Regions from separate parts of the Hordeum vulgare genome. Here all the other regions are linked to region 4. Evidence: chromatin contacts called from public Hi-C data. All regions are on one chromosome and are shown on one strand. The core of a region is the stretch at or near the end of the contact, and the rest is flanking DNA. Distances in the headings are between cores, read along the strand shown. Region 1 holds the start of LOC123430815 (FCS-Like Zinc finger 1-like). Region 2 holds the start of LOC123430821. Region 3 has its middle 56 kb from the start of LOC123430815. Region 4 holds the start of LOC123430819 (FCS-Like Zinc finger 2-like).

Region 1 (3,120 bases), core at 52-2,551, 150 kb after region 4:
TCTTGGACCAAGATTTATCGCCTCCCATCAACAAGGTTGGATAGGAACGGCAGATCCACCACCTTCGGACCGACATCCTCGCTCCAGAAGAACCACCTCGCCCCGGCCGCCAGCGTCGTCGCGAATTACCACGAACGCCAGCGACAGACCGAGAAACTGATCTCGCCAGATCTGAAGAACGGCGAGAAGACCAACTCGCCGATCTGAAGGACCGAGCAGCACACGTTGCCATCAACTCCAAGACGCCGCCGTGAAGGTCGCCGTCAGTGTGGGAATAGAGTTGATGCAGATTTATTTGACCGGACGCCGCTCCCACCACCCCAACGACGTCCCAAGAAAACACTAGACCAGCCCTAACAACAAGCCGACGTCGCAGCGCCGTTGCAGCGCCGTGGTCCCCACCTCCTCACGTCGCCGGAGTGGGCAACGGAGGAGGCAGGGACCGGTGGGGGCCGGTGTCGCTGGGCAGTTCCTGGCGATTGTCTCGGAGCGGTTCGTTCGCTCGCTCTGGACCGGACTCTATCACGGTTAATGTCACCGTGCCGCCCGCCGGTAAGGCCCTGTTTGGTTTTAATAAGTCAGGTGACTTATAAATCAGGTGACTTAAAACCAATGACTTATAACTCACGCCTGTTTGATTGTCATCTGACTTATAAATCACGTTTTCATGCAGAAGTTGATGACTTATAAGTTTTAAGTTGGGGTGGAGCAACTTATGACTTATAAGTTGGGTCTATTTGATAAAATAAGTCACATTTTGCAATTTTTAACTTATAAGTTGGTGACTTATTTGGAAACAAACAGATCTTAATGTCGGAGCGTTGGTTCCGGTGAACGAGATGCTACGGCGTGTCACTGTGGCACCGGTCTTGGACTGGGCTGGAGCGTTGTTTTCATGGAGGAGGACGTACGACGTCGAAGACGAGAGGTTTGAATGGTAAACCGTGGGCTTGCTTACAATGGTTTTAATGGCGGGCCGCTTTCGACGACGACGGACGCTCTTGTCGTGCTCGGGGCTGAAAGGACGCCTGCGAAGGCGACAAGAACCGGTGCCCTTTTTTTTCTCCCACGGGGGCGGGAGGGATGTGCTCATTCTGCGTTGTCAAGACAACGACCCCCGATGACATGTGGAGGACACGGGATGCATAATTTACCTGCAACTTGGCGAAAACAAAACCAATGTATTGGAGGTGCTGTCATTTCCTTGCTAGTATGATACTGCATCTGAATTGGTCCAAGCAAGACCGTATTCAGTCTAGTGCAGTACGTCAACGAACTTAGACTGTTTCAGCACACGTGGTATACGCTACGATAAATGCATAAAACACATGGATGGATCATCTTTGTCGAATCCAAACCGTGTAAGAATCTTGTAATCTGCAGAGGAAGAAGCATTATCCGATTCATTTCTCTGTTGTCCACCAGGTGCAGAGATCGATGCAGAGAGTGGTTCTTGGTCTCTAACTGAATGTGCTAGCGACAGAGGCTAGTATATAGCATCGATGGTTCAGGATCATTTCCATCAGGCCAAAAACAACAAAAATGCAAAGCTCCGGTTGCTTGCCTCCGCTCCTATTCATGGCTCTGCCCTCCTCCGGTGTGAATTTGCAGCCTCTCAACGATCGTCGGAGGCTAAAAATGGAGTTGGGCCGTGCCCTATTTGTGCACACCCCCCGGAAGACGGCAGGCCAGCCGAGCCTCCTTGACATTTAGTGGCATGTCAAGGCGGCATTGCTCCCAATTCTCGCCCGCCTAAGCCGCCTAGCTCGCCGTTCGCCGCCGCACGCAGCATGATGAAGGGGGCCGCTGCCATGAGCACGATGAAGCCGCCGTCGTCGCCCATGTTCTACGTCCACGAGGCGGACGCCCACGGCCACTACTTCCTCGAGGAGTGCTCCCTCTGCGGAAAGTCCCTCTCCGGCGACATCTTCATGTACAGGTCCGTCGATCGTCCAGGCGTTCGATGTGTCATAGTACCTGCAAGGCGACCATATTGTCCGTGTACGTGACTACGTGTGTGTTGTGCAGGGGTGACACGCCGTTCTGCAGCGAGGAGTGCAGGCAGCAGCAGATCGAGGTGGACAGGGCCAGGCACCGGCGGAAGAAGCACGCGGCGGCGCACGCGGTGTCCGCGGCGAGGAAGGAGCATCAGCACCGGCACCACCACCACCATCACCACCACCATCACCGGCAGCACCAGCAGCCGCAGCCGCAGCCGCAGCCGCAGCCGCGGAGGGCCGTGGTGGGCGCCGGCGCCACCCCGTGGACCGACGCCGGGTTCGCCGCGAGGAGCCCCGCGTTGCGCGTGTGACCCTCCGATCGAACCTCAGCCTGAGACACGTACGTACAGGACGACGGGGATATACGTACGTACACGGGTTTAGGGTGTATCGAGGAGGATCTGGACGATCGAGATGGATCCTCTTCCGCGGGTGTGGCTGGACATGGAGGTTTTATTTTCACAAAAATAGTGTGTTTCCGATCGTGGTTAGAACTTTAGAGCCACGAGACTGTGAGCCATGTATGTATGGATGCACGGGTCCGTCTCCAATTTTCTCGCCCCAGATTAACTTGGCTGTTTGTTCTGCTTTTGAGGAATGGGATTGATTTCTCGTACCAAACGTTCTAGATGTAAATCTTGCTGTTACTTTGATCAATATATGTGTTTTCTTGTACAAGTTCCTGAACCCTGAATGGAAGTGCAACGAAACAGAGAAAGTGTGATACTACTATGTAGGAAATAGTCAGGACTTCAGAGTGGTGATACATCGAAGGTTCAGAACTTCTGGCTACTGTACGTATCTGTGGCAGCGCCGGGTCCGGGCGTCCGGCGTGGATTTGACAGTGTGATCGCAGCCTCAAGGATGGCGACGTGAGACATATGTTAGTGCGCATACTTGATGACCAAGGCGATCTCATATCAACATGAAAGATTAGTTCAGTAATCAAGTATCGCTAACACTCTACCACGAACCAAAATTGGACGGCCAATGGAGCGAGGGATGCAAACACAGGCATAAACTATGCCGGTCTAGCTTCTTTTAAAAGTCACCCGAGATGCGTAGGATTGGATGCCCGGCAATATTGTAACGAATGCAGTCGATCCCATAGATCTTATGC
Region 2 (3,057 bases), core at 454-2,953, 160 kb before region 4:
GGCCTGCGCCTTCTTCTTCGACGCCGAGCCGGTCGGCGAGCCCGGCGTGCACGCCCTGGACGCGTGCGCGCTCTGCACCAAGCCGCTGGCACGGGACAGCGACATCTTCATGTACAGAGGGGACACGCCCTTCTGCAGCGACGAGTGCCGGCACGAGCAGATGCGGCTCGACGCCGCCTGCGCCAGGCAGGCGGCTAAGGCGGCCGCCCAGAGTCAGAAGCAGTTCTCTTCGGGAACGGGGTCCGGGCGTGCACGCCGGCAGTCCTGGGAGGTGTCCGTCGCGAGCTAACCGGCGATCTGCGCACGTACTTTGAGCCAACAAGACCTGCGTGCACGAAGCCTCCGTCGCCCGTGGCCAAATGAGCAGCGCGGGATCGAGGAGACTCGCCTTGGTCGAAGAAGCAAGAGCTCACGGCAGACCGGCGCTGCATGGGCCGAAGGGGCAAATGATTTGGGCATAAAGGCAGCAGAAAAGGATTTCGAATGGATCTGGCGAAGTCAATCAAACAAGAACACGATTCATCACGTAATTAGGCGGTCATGTGTGTGTGCCCCTCGGCTGTCCTTTTCTCCTCTGTAACAGAGAGAATTTGCAAGAGGCAATAACACTTTCACTAGGTAAACTATATATCAAGCGGATCGACATGTAACATGTCTGTGTAATCCTGTTTTTGTTCATGATTCAGCGTGCTGATGGGTTTTAACTTTTCTAACAACCTAAACTGTTGGGTGTTTACCAGACGATTTAAAACTGAATTTTGTTCTAGACGTGGGTGTCAAATAGTATGACGCAAGCGCTCATATACACGCACATATACTTATCTTTGTAAATTTTAAAATTTACGTAGTCATGATAGGCACCTCGTCGACATATTGTCCTAAATTTTATAAAGTTATCATAGGCACCTCGTCATTAAAGAAAACATCCTTTTCACTGAATGCACATTGTTGAAAATTCTGAATAAATTTAAAAATAAATGCAATCATCAGAACTTCGAACCCTGATGGACTGAGATACCACAGTCTCTCGCGACTTAAGGAATTTCATTATTTTTTAAGGTGTAGGAATTTCAATAGTTTTGCGTATTATGTGTAGCGGGCCTCACACTGTGTTCCTTTATAGACGGAGCAAGACATTCCACGGGCTGCACTTCTTGGACCAGGCCTTTTAGAAATACAGCCCAAATATGTCTACTGCGAGCCACTCAGATTAATGGCTAGTTCTTTTTCACAGCTTAAAATATAAGCCATTTTCTTGTTACCTTTTTTCATAAGCCGTCTTATTTCGTAATTGGGTGCTTCTAAACTAGTTATATCTCTACCTAATAATAGAGGGGCTATGGCTTCTTCCCTCAAAAATTGGTCCGTCCATAATTTTCGTCCGTCCGTTATCAGTCCTATCAAAAACAAGTGCGTTGATTTTCCCCACGTCAACATTAGGCCCATCGAACCTCAGCCACACGAAAAAAAATTGACCTCTATGGGGGTCGAACTCCTGACCTACCAATCTCTCCCTAATAATAAAACAAATAGGGTTTCTGGTCGTCTGTCATGGCATTTTTGCAAAAACACCCCTCGCTTTTCCGGTATTAAACCCGCAGTCCGATCTTAAGTCAAGAAACGAATCGTTTTTTGCATTTTGCAGAAAACCCCCTAATGTTTCAGGTAATCAACCCGCAGTCCGGATTTAAGTTAAAAAACGAATCGTTTGCCTTTTTACAAAATAATCCTCTTACTTATGTTTTTTCCAGTGATGAACAACTCATTGTATTTGTATACCAGAAAATGTTAAAAGAAAACACAGTCCAACGTCGACCCTGGCTTACTTAAAGGCAAGACTATAGTGACAAACCAGGCACAACCAGTAAAGAGTAGACCAGTACTAGCCAGGAACCAAAATGGCTACCACTGCCGGTACCCGCACCGGTGCCGCCTTGGGTACCCACACCAGCACGAAGATGCGCGTCCTGCTCATCCCTTTCTTCGCGACCAGCCACATCGAGCCCTTCACCGACCTTGCCATCCGCCTCGCCGCGGCGGCTAGCCCCGACGCCACCGTGGAGGCGACCGTCGCCGTCACTCCGTCCAACGTCTCCATCGTCCGGTCCATGCTCAAAAGACAGTACGTTGATGCAGCCGAGGGCATGCCTGTGAAGATAGCCACGACCCCTTCCCGGCCGTGGACGGCCTCCCGAGGGGCGTGGAGAACCTCGGCAAGGCGGCGGCGGCCGACTTGTGGCGCATCGACGCCGCCGCCGTCAGCGACGCCCTGATGCGCCCCGTCCAGGAGGCGCTCGTCAGGGAGCGCTATGGAGGTGACCTACTCCCTCACCGCCGCCAAGGCCACCCACCTGCGCCGCCTCCACGTCCGTCCACCTGCTCCACCGACCTGCTGCTGCTGCCCTCCTACGCCGCCGCTTCGGTCGACCACCTTCTCCGCGCACCTGCTGCTGTTGCTGCCCACCTACCACCGCCGCTCCACCAACGGAGGCGACCTGGACTTCTTCCACTTTGGCTGCCGGCTGGTGGTGGTGGTGGGCGTCGCCTCTGGTTCCCCGCGCCGGGCTCTACTGCTCATAGCTCCCGGTGTCGGCCTCTAATGCTGCTGCTTCCCGTCCCCGCCCTCGCTGAACTGATGAACACAGAAATTGCAATCTTCAGAATTCTGTCATCTGTATCTAGATTAAAATCTAAACGAACCAAGTTTATTTACATAGATCAGTGCCTACCCGTCCCAAAATTAAACGGATAAAGGATTCATTTGATTACCTGGTCAAGGCCTTCCATCTGTGCAACTACAAGTTATTGTAGAAATTGAGACGAGCAAGTTAACAGGGTAGAAGCAACATAAAACGAGGGAGATGCTTCGTCAATCTTGGCATGGGGACATAATCTTTAGTCAACAATAGCTACTCCCAAGTCCCAACTTTGAATTTTGACAGCAAGAATAAGAATAAAATTCAGTAAGTAAACTAGATCACAGAATAAGAATAAGTACATGGGCTCGAGGATGTTCTAAATGCACTCGACAGCGGGCACCTTTGTTAGTCGACTATG
Region 3 (3,022 bases), core at 128-2,627, 210 kb after region 4:
CGCTTCAAGGATTATAGTGCAACCTTTTTTTTGTCCGTGGAATTAGCCATGCCATGCCTTTGGGCAATTCTTCCAACTCCAATGCATGCAATCTATTGAGCCAAGCATACCTGGAAACCCGCGAGCTTTGTTCATCGCCAATAGCCATGCGACGTCTTCAACATTGGAAGATCTCAGATACTCCAGGTCAAACACTTGCATAATTCCGACTACGAAGCGTTTGACACACATGATGGCTTGGCTCTCACCCATGGCCAAGTGATCATCAACTAGACCAGCGGGAATATCGTATGCTAACATACGCAAAGCGGTTGTCATCTTCTGAAAGGTGCTACGTCCGAGCTCTCCGGCAGCATTCCTCCTCTGCTGAAAAAACTGGTCATGGCTGGCTAGTTTCTCTGCAATGTGCCTGAACAACTCGGTGCTCATCCTAAACCGGCGACGAAAGTACGACTCGGGGTATGTGGGATTCTCCACAAAATAGTGCCTCATCAATCTGTTGTGGGCATCAATCCTATCCATCCAAATTTTCTGTTGACCAATAACCGAACCACCGTGCTTTGGTTTTTTATTGATGTGCAAAGCTAGGATCGTTGCAAGATCCTCCTTCTCTTCCATATCAAATTCTTCTTTGGAAGAATCATATGCCGAACTCATCTAAAATGTTCAAAACTAGACTATAAACAACATGCAACAAAATTCATGTAAAAATGTCAAGTTCAAAGCAATACATACCTTGCGGGCCTTTTGTCGAACACCTTGCGGGCGCCAAGCGACAGTGGGTGCCCGGCGCAACTCGTCGGAGGACTGCCGCGCGCGCCGAGCGGCGCTGACGAGAGAGAGAAGGAGGAAGCCGTGGCCGCGCGGGGAGACCGGGGAAGCGTTGGAACGATCGTCGGAAAAACAGGGATGACGAGGGCGGCGACGACAACGTGGTTGGATGGATAGGTAAAGTTTCGCGCGAGCGCTCGAGAGTTCAGCGCGCGGGAGCGGGCGTAGCAAATAAGCGGCGCACGATGCCGTTTTCTCCCGCGCGCTGAATTACATATGCCGCTGCGTTGGTTTTGCGCGTCCGTTCGAAATGATAACGCGTGTATTAAGGTAAATATTTTTTCAACGCGGCGCTTATGTAACGCGGGCGGCTGTTGGACATGCTCTCGTACGAAGATCGGACGCCTAAACCACGCGGTCTGATTTGCCTCCTCGCGAAACGCCACCGACCCGTTGGTGCTTTCTTGCAGCACAGAACCCGTATAGCTCTCCGTCCGAGCAAAATATCTAGGAAAATATCTCCGGGCATCATTATCCACCGGACCCACCGACCCAGAGCCCACACACGGCGCGCACACGCTCCTCGAGCCCATCCGGCCCAGGACCGTACAACCGGCGGTGCCGCGCCCTGAGAAAACGGTCACTTTCCCAATTTCGCCCCGTCCACTGCCCCGTATTAAAAGGCCCGTGACCTTTTCTGTTTCAGGCCCCACCTCAATGACGGGTGGGCCCCCAGTGCGCTTTAAACACCTTGGCTTCCTCGCGCGTCTTTTCCCGCGCTCTATCCGCCTCACTGTCTCGGGTTCTCTATCGACAGGCCTCTCTCTCTCTCTCTGCCATACGCATACGTGCAAAAAAAAAAATTGTGACATCTTCGCTGATTAATAACGCACATCGCAGCACAATTACACGTATAAAGACGCGGGTTAAGGAGGTCCATTCGACGCCTTAGAATCAGTCCCGTCCGGAATCCCGACGGCGACGCCGGATCCGCTTTGCGATCTGATCGGAGGACAGGTGTTGCTAAACCTTTGTTGGCATCCTCTGAATGAGCCGAATCACGGACCACCACGCGCACCGGGACGGACGCATGGCCATGTCTGGCCTACATGCCACAAATCGGGACGTCTCAACCACCCGAAAAAAGCGCATCCCTCTACGCCCCTAGTCCGGCCAGGATCGTAGGCGCCAAACGTACGTCGTATCGTACGCGCCCGCTCCATACGCTCTACAGCCTCACAATTGACGGGCGCACTGTGCGGGTTTATTAAGCAGGTAGATGGTCAGCGAACTGAGCAGCGATTCCCTGTGCCCGATTCATGAGCGTGCAAGGACCATCATGAGCCGTACCGTAAAGAAAAGAGGGTGCTTGAGAGGGCCGTGTTATGTGGGGGGTGGGGCTAGCGTGCACTTTTATCTCGGCATTTCGGGGCTCTTTGTTCTCTCCATGATGGCGCGCTCGCTTCGCGGTGTAGCACAACAGCCTCGATCTGCGGCTAGATAGATAGTTGCGGCAACATCCTCCGAATGCCGCCCGCCCGTAAAGCTTGGGACGGGACCATGCGTGCGTGGTAGTACTTTCTTCTGAGCACGATCGATGCTCCGCTCGTGTAGGACATGCCAAGTGCCGGGCATGATGCCTCTCTCTGCCTTCCTTCTCGAAAGGAAAAGTAATTTCTTCCATGGAAATCAATCATCGGTTTGGCACTATGAGACGGGAAGTATAGTGCAGGGGCGGACCCAGACAATATTATGACCGGGGGCGAATCATTTGACTGGGGCACATCTTTTATAAAGTTGTTAATTTTAAGACATTTTCTTTCAAAATATACACAAATACCAAAGGAACTCAAAATTTTGAGTGGGGGTCAAGGCCCCCACTCGGTTGTACTTGGGTCCGCCCCTGGTATAGTGTACTACTATGTGATTTTGCGCATGCATGTTCGAATAGGTTTAATTAGTCCAAAGACAAGAGTTGTTTGTGGTGCTTTTAAAGCACTTTATCCTTGACGGTGTAGAGAAGTGTGCAGGTTCTCTTGGCTTGGACCTTTATTCCACGAGCTTTGCTACATCTACGAATAGTGACGTAATGAATAGGCTTGCGGGGTGAGGTGGCTGTCCTTGATTGGTTATCAATGAGCCATAGGGCACATTCCCTGAGAATCAGGGATAGTTTTAATTAGGAACCAAGGAGCCCATATGTTTATGTAGGAATTCTTTGTAAGAATATCTCTAACAGATACTCTAAAAG
Region 4 (3,049 bases), core at 381-2,880:
GAGCTAGCTCTTCACGAAGAGTCTGCTTCCCTTCTCTCTCCTCTTCTCTCTCATCCAATTCAGCAAAGATATAATATTTTAATCCTTACAGTGTGCTCACTGTACCTTATTGTACTTGCTGTGATGAGTAGCCAGCTCCAGCATAAGACCCAAGACACTTTGTAAGATAGTATGATGGGTCAGCTACTATTAAAATAGTACACATGTAAAACATACTACTCTATATGACATGAGAACTCCTTAGACTGGTTTAGACTGGTCATAGTGGAGAGTTTCATATAGTAGTATAATGCATATGATAATACTATTAACATGTATGATACATAGTGGTCATAGTGGAGTACCTTCATAATGCATAGTACTATCATAAGTTAGTATCATAAATGACATTATTTATTAACATCTATGACACCTAGTAGCCTTGCATTTAACATGTTACGGTATCAATCTATGTTACTCTAATCTTTTTTTTAATTGTCTGCCACATTAGCATGTTTGTTAATCCTAAGTACATGATACTACCTAAATTATTTTCACTATGGCTAGCCTTATAATCGATTGTTCGCTATATTATTAACCATGCTCTTAATAAAAAGTTCATTTTCCAACTTTTTTCTCTATAGCAGCGTCCTTCATCCTCGCACTGAAGTTTCAAGACTGCAAAAATGACTGCACGCATTGCTTGCAGCTGCCGCTAGCTGGTGCGTGAGTAGGGCATCCGGTTGAGTGCGCGCCGAGCGCAGACAAGATGTGCAAGTGTGGGCGCGAGTCGACTGTTCGCAAGTTGCTGCCGTGGCGTGCATGCATGCACGGTCGCACGGGTGCACCACACCTCAAGATTCCCACCCGTATGACACTAACTTGAAGGAGGGGACCTCAAATTATTTTTCTGTTATCTTTTTTCTCCATCTATGCTTGATGAAAAAAAATCATCACGTACAGATACAGTAGAGTGCACGATAGGCATTGATTGGTGTCCATTATTAGCGTGGCCAGGCATGTGGGGCACCTGTCTCCTATGTTGGCAAAAAGCCTGGCGCGCTAATTATCGGCACTAAGCGTATGCAATAGTTTAAGCTCCTCGCCAAAAAAGAAAATCAGTAGTTTAAGCAAAGCTGCGCAATCTTATACTGATACAAGTACAGCCGGAATATATTGATGCCCAAGTCTCCGACTGGAGGAGGCACCACGAATCCTTCTGCAATGATTGTAGACGCGAATACTGATCGACTCCGCTCTTTTTAAAAGCCAGGCGCACAATCTAATTTACAAACTTTTTACAGCCATTATTATTATTGTTTTAGAATGGCTAATTTTACATTCACGAGACCCCCTCTAATTTAGCTATACCTTCTACGAGTAGTTGTTAGTTTTTCCTTTTTTATCAGTACGGCGATACATTTCCGCTACCCGAATTTAATGGTTTTCCTAAAAAAAAATGGCACTGGCTACATCAACAAGGGACGTTCAAGAGCGATGTCTCCTTTGATCATTGGGGACCTCTTCACGGACACAGCACGATCGCCGTCGTTTTCGTCTCGGTGGAGCCGAGCGCATGCGTGTCCCACGTCCACCATGAAAGCCAACCACTGCACTCCACCGTGGCCCATGCGCCAATAAACAAGCCGAACCGCTCCATCACCCATGGCTACCCCGCCCCGGCCGTCCGGCGCGCGGTATCGCCCGACCCGCGGGCGCACCGGTCCACAGTATTCCGACGGCCTCGCCGCGTCCGTCCCCACGCACCATATATACCCACAGCCTTCCCCTTCTTCCCCTTCACCCACCCAGCTCATTCGCTCGCTCTCCTCTTCCTCTCTCTCCCCGCACCCGAAGCAGCAAGCTCTGCTCATCATTCTTGCTCGAAAGTCACCTACGCACACGTACCATACCATGGCGGCGTCGGCGGCCTGCTCCTTCTTCTTCTTCGACGCCGAGCCGCTCGGCGAGCCCGGCATGCCGGCGCAGGACGCGTGCGCGCTCTGCACCAAGCCGCTGGCGCGCGACAGCGACGTCTTCATGTACAAGGGGGACACGCCCTTCTGCAGCGAGGAGTGCCGCGACGAGCAGATGCAGCTCGACGCCATCTCCGCCAGGCAGGCCGCCCGGAGGCAGCAGCGGTTCTCGTCGGCGACGGAGGCCCGGCGCGGGCAGCAGGAGTCCAGGAAGGTCTCCGTCGCGAGCTAGCCGGCAAAGCTCGCCGCCCAGTAGAGTAGAGCTCGGCTTGAATCAACGGGATCCCAAGAGTCACCGATCTGGCGAGACCAAGGAGACTGGTGTCTCCGCTTCGTCTCGCCTGAGCCGGAGAAGCAGTGACGGGTCTGAGAAAGTTCATGCGCTGAGGCTCCGGCCATCTGGGTCGCCCACTGGATTGGACGCCTGCTTCTCCGTGCTCCGACTGGCTCCTTGTTGCCTCTGTGTGTGCGTTTGTTTGAGGCTTTTGAGCCGCGGTTGGTGCAACACCATCTGTAAATCGAAACCATCTGGGAATCCCTGTTTCAACACAAAATTTTGCCCAAAGATCATGGCTTGTCTGAGCTTTACCTTTCCCGATCACCGTCCATCATTCGACCGGCCATGTGTAGAGCATCTAAGGCGCTGCACAATGAAATCTCGCCGTATACTAGTATACCAGTGAAAGGCGTAGACACCGCTTGAACGAGATTACTATGTCGCCTCCTTATCAATCAGATGTCCGTGCAAAATTCCTAGGTTAATCATGTAGACAGGGGATCGATGGGCTTGCGCAAGATTTGAGAAGAGAGATTCCAACTAGTTACGTTAGTGCACGCTACAGCAAAAGGTGGAACAAAAGGCATGAAAAGAGATTCGTTAAGCATTCACTTCACTTTGTGTTGCTGTTGATACAACGATTTTGATTTGTCTCCGGTTAGTCAAGAATTCAAGAAGATAGGGATTGAACTCCATGATCGCCTGGCCATGCACGAATATTACTCTTACTACTCTATTTTCCTCCTTTCTTGGTTCTAAAACGACGAGGGTAAATGTATAGAGCGAAAATAGACGTTGCAACTGAACATTTTGCCCC

The links. A called contact is a pair of places that touch in the nucleus more often than the background predicts.
Region 1: a Hi-C map of leaf shows a contact between it and region 4, with 3 times the contacts expected there. The contact joins the promoter of LOC123430815 here to the promoter of LOC123430819 in region 4. A contact is called at or near these places in 1 of 6 Hi-C or Micro-C datasets (leaf) and 1 of 1 datasets of contacts at active chromatin or transcription factors (embryo).
Region 2: a Hi-C map of seedling shows a contact between it and region 4, with 2.3 times the contacts expected there. The contact joins the promoter of LOC123430821 here to the promoter of LOC123430819 in region 4. A contact is called at or near these places in 2 of 6 Hi-C or Micro-C datasets (leaf and seedling).
Region 3: a contact with region 4 is called in a Hi-C map of seedling, with 3 times the contacts expected there. The contact joins the enhancer-like site here to the promoter of LOC123430819 in region 4. A contact is called at or near these places in 3 of 6 Hi-C or Micro-C datasets (leaf and seedling).

What each region holds. Positions count from the first base shown.
Region 1 is chr2H:615,835,912-615,839,031 of MorexV3_pseudomolecules_assembly, reverse strand. LOC123430815 (FCS-Like Zinc finger 1-like) reads left to right here and starts at 1,301. Exons shown (of 2, transcript XM_045114653.1): 1 at 1,301-1,939; 2 at 2,029-2,675. The coding sequence starts at 1,791. The coding sequence ends at 2,311.
Region 2 is chr2H:616,144,593-616,147,649 of MorexV3_pseudomolecules_assembly, reverse strand. It overlaps LOC123430821, which reads left to right and starts at 1,703. Exons shown (of 1, transcript XM_045114659.1): 1 at 1,703-2,765. The coding sequence starts at 1,899. The coding sequence ends at 2,273. LOC123427861 (FCS-Like Zinc finger 2-like) reads left to right here. Exons shown (of 1, transcript XM_045111997.1): 1 at 1-678. The coding sequence ends at 289.
Region 3 is chr2H:615,779,891-615,782,912 of MorexV3_pseudomolecules_assembly, reverse strand. No RefSeq gene overlaps it. Among protein-coding and RNA genes, the nearest start is that of LOC123430815, 56 kb to the left of the region's middle. Within about 2 kb of position 1,377, at least 3 of the 3 cell types and tissues checked have open chromatin away from gene starts, as enhancers often do. A contact at or near this core is called in leaf and seedling, where this site is marked.
Region 4 is chr2H:615,987,857-615,990,905 of MorexV3_pseudomolecules_assembly, reverse strand. It overlaps LOC123430819 (FCS-Like Zinc finger 2-like), which reads left to right and starts at 1,630. Exons shown (of 1, transcript XM_045114656.1): 1 at 1,630-2,520. The coding sequence starts at 1,645. The coding sequence ends at 2,187.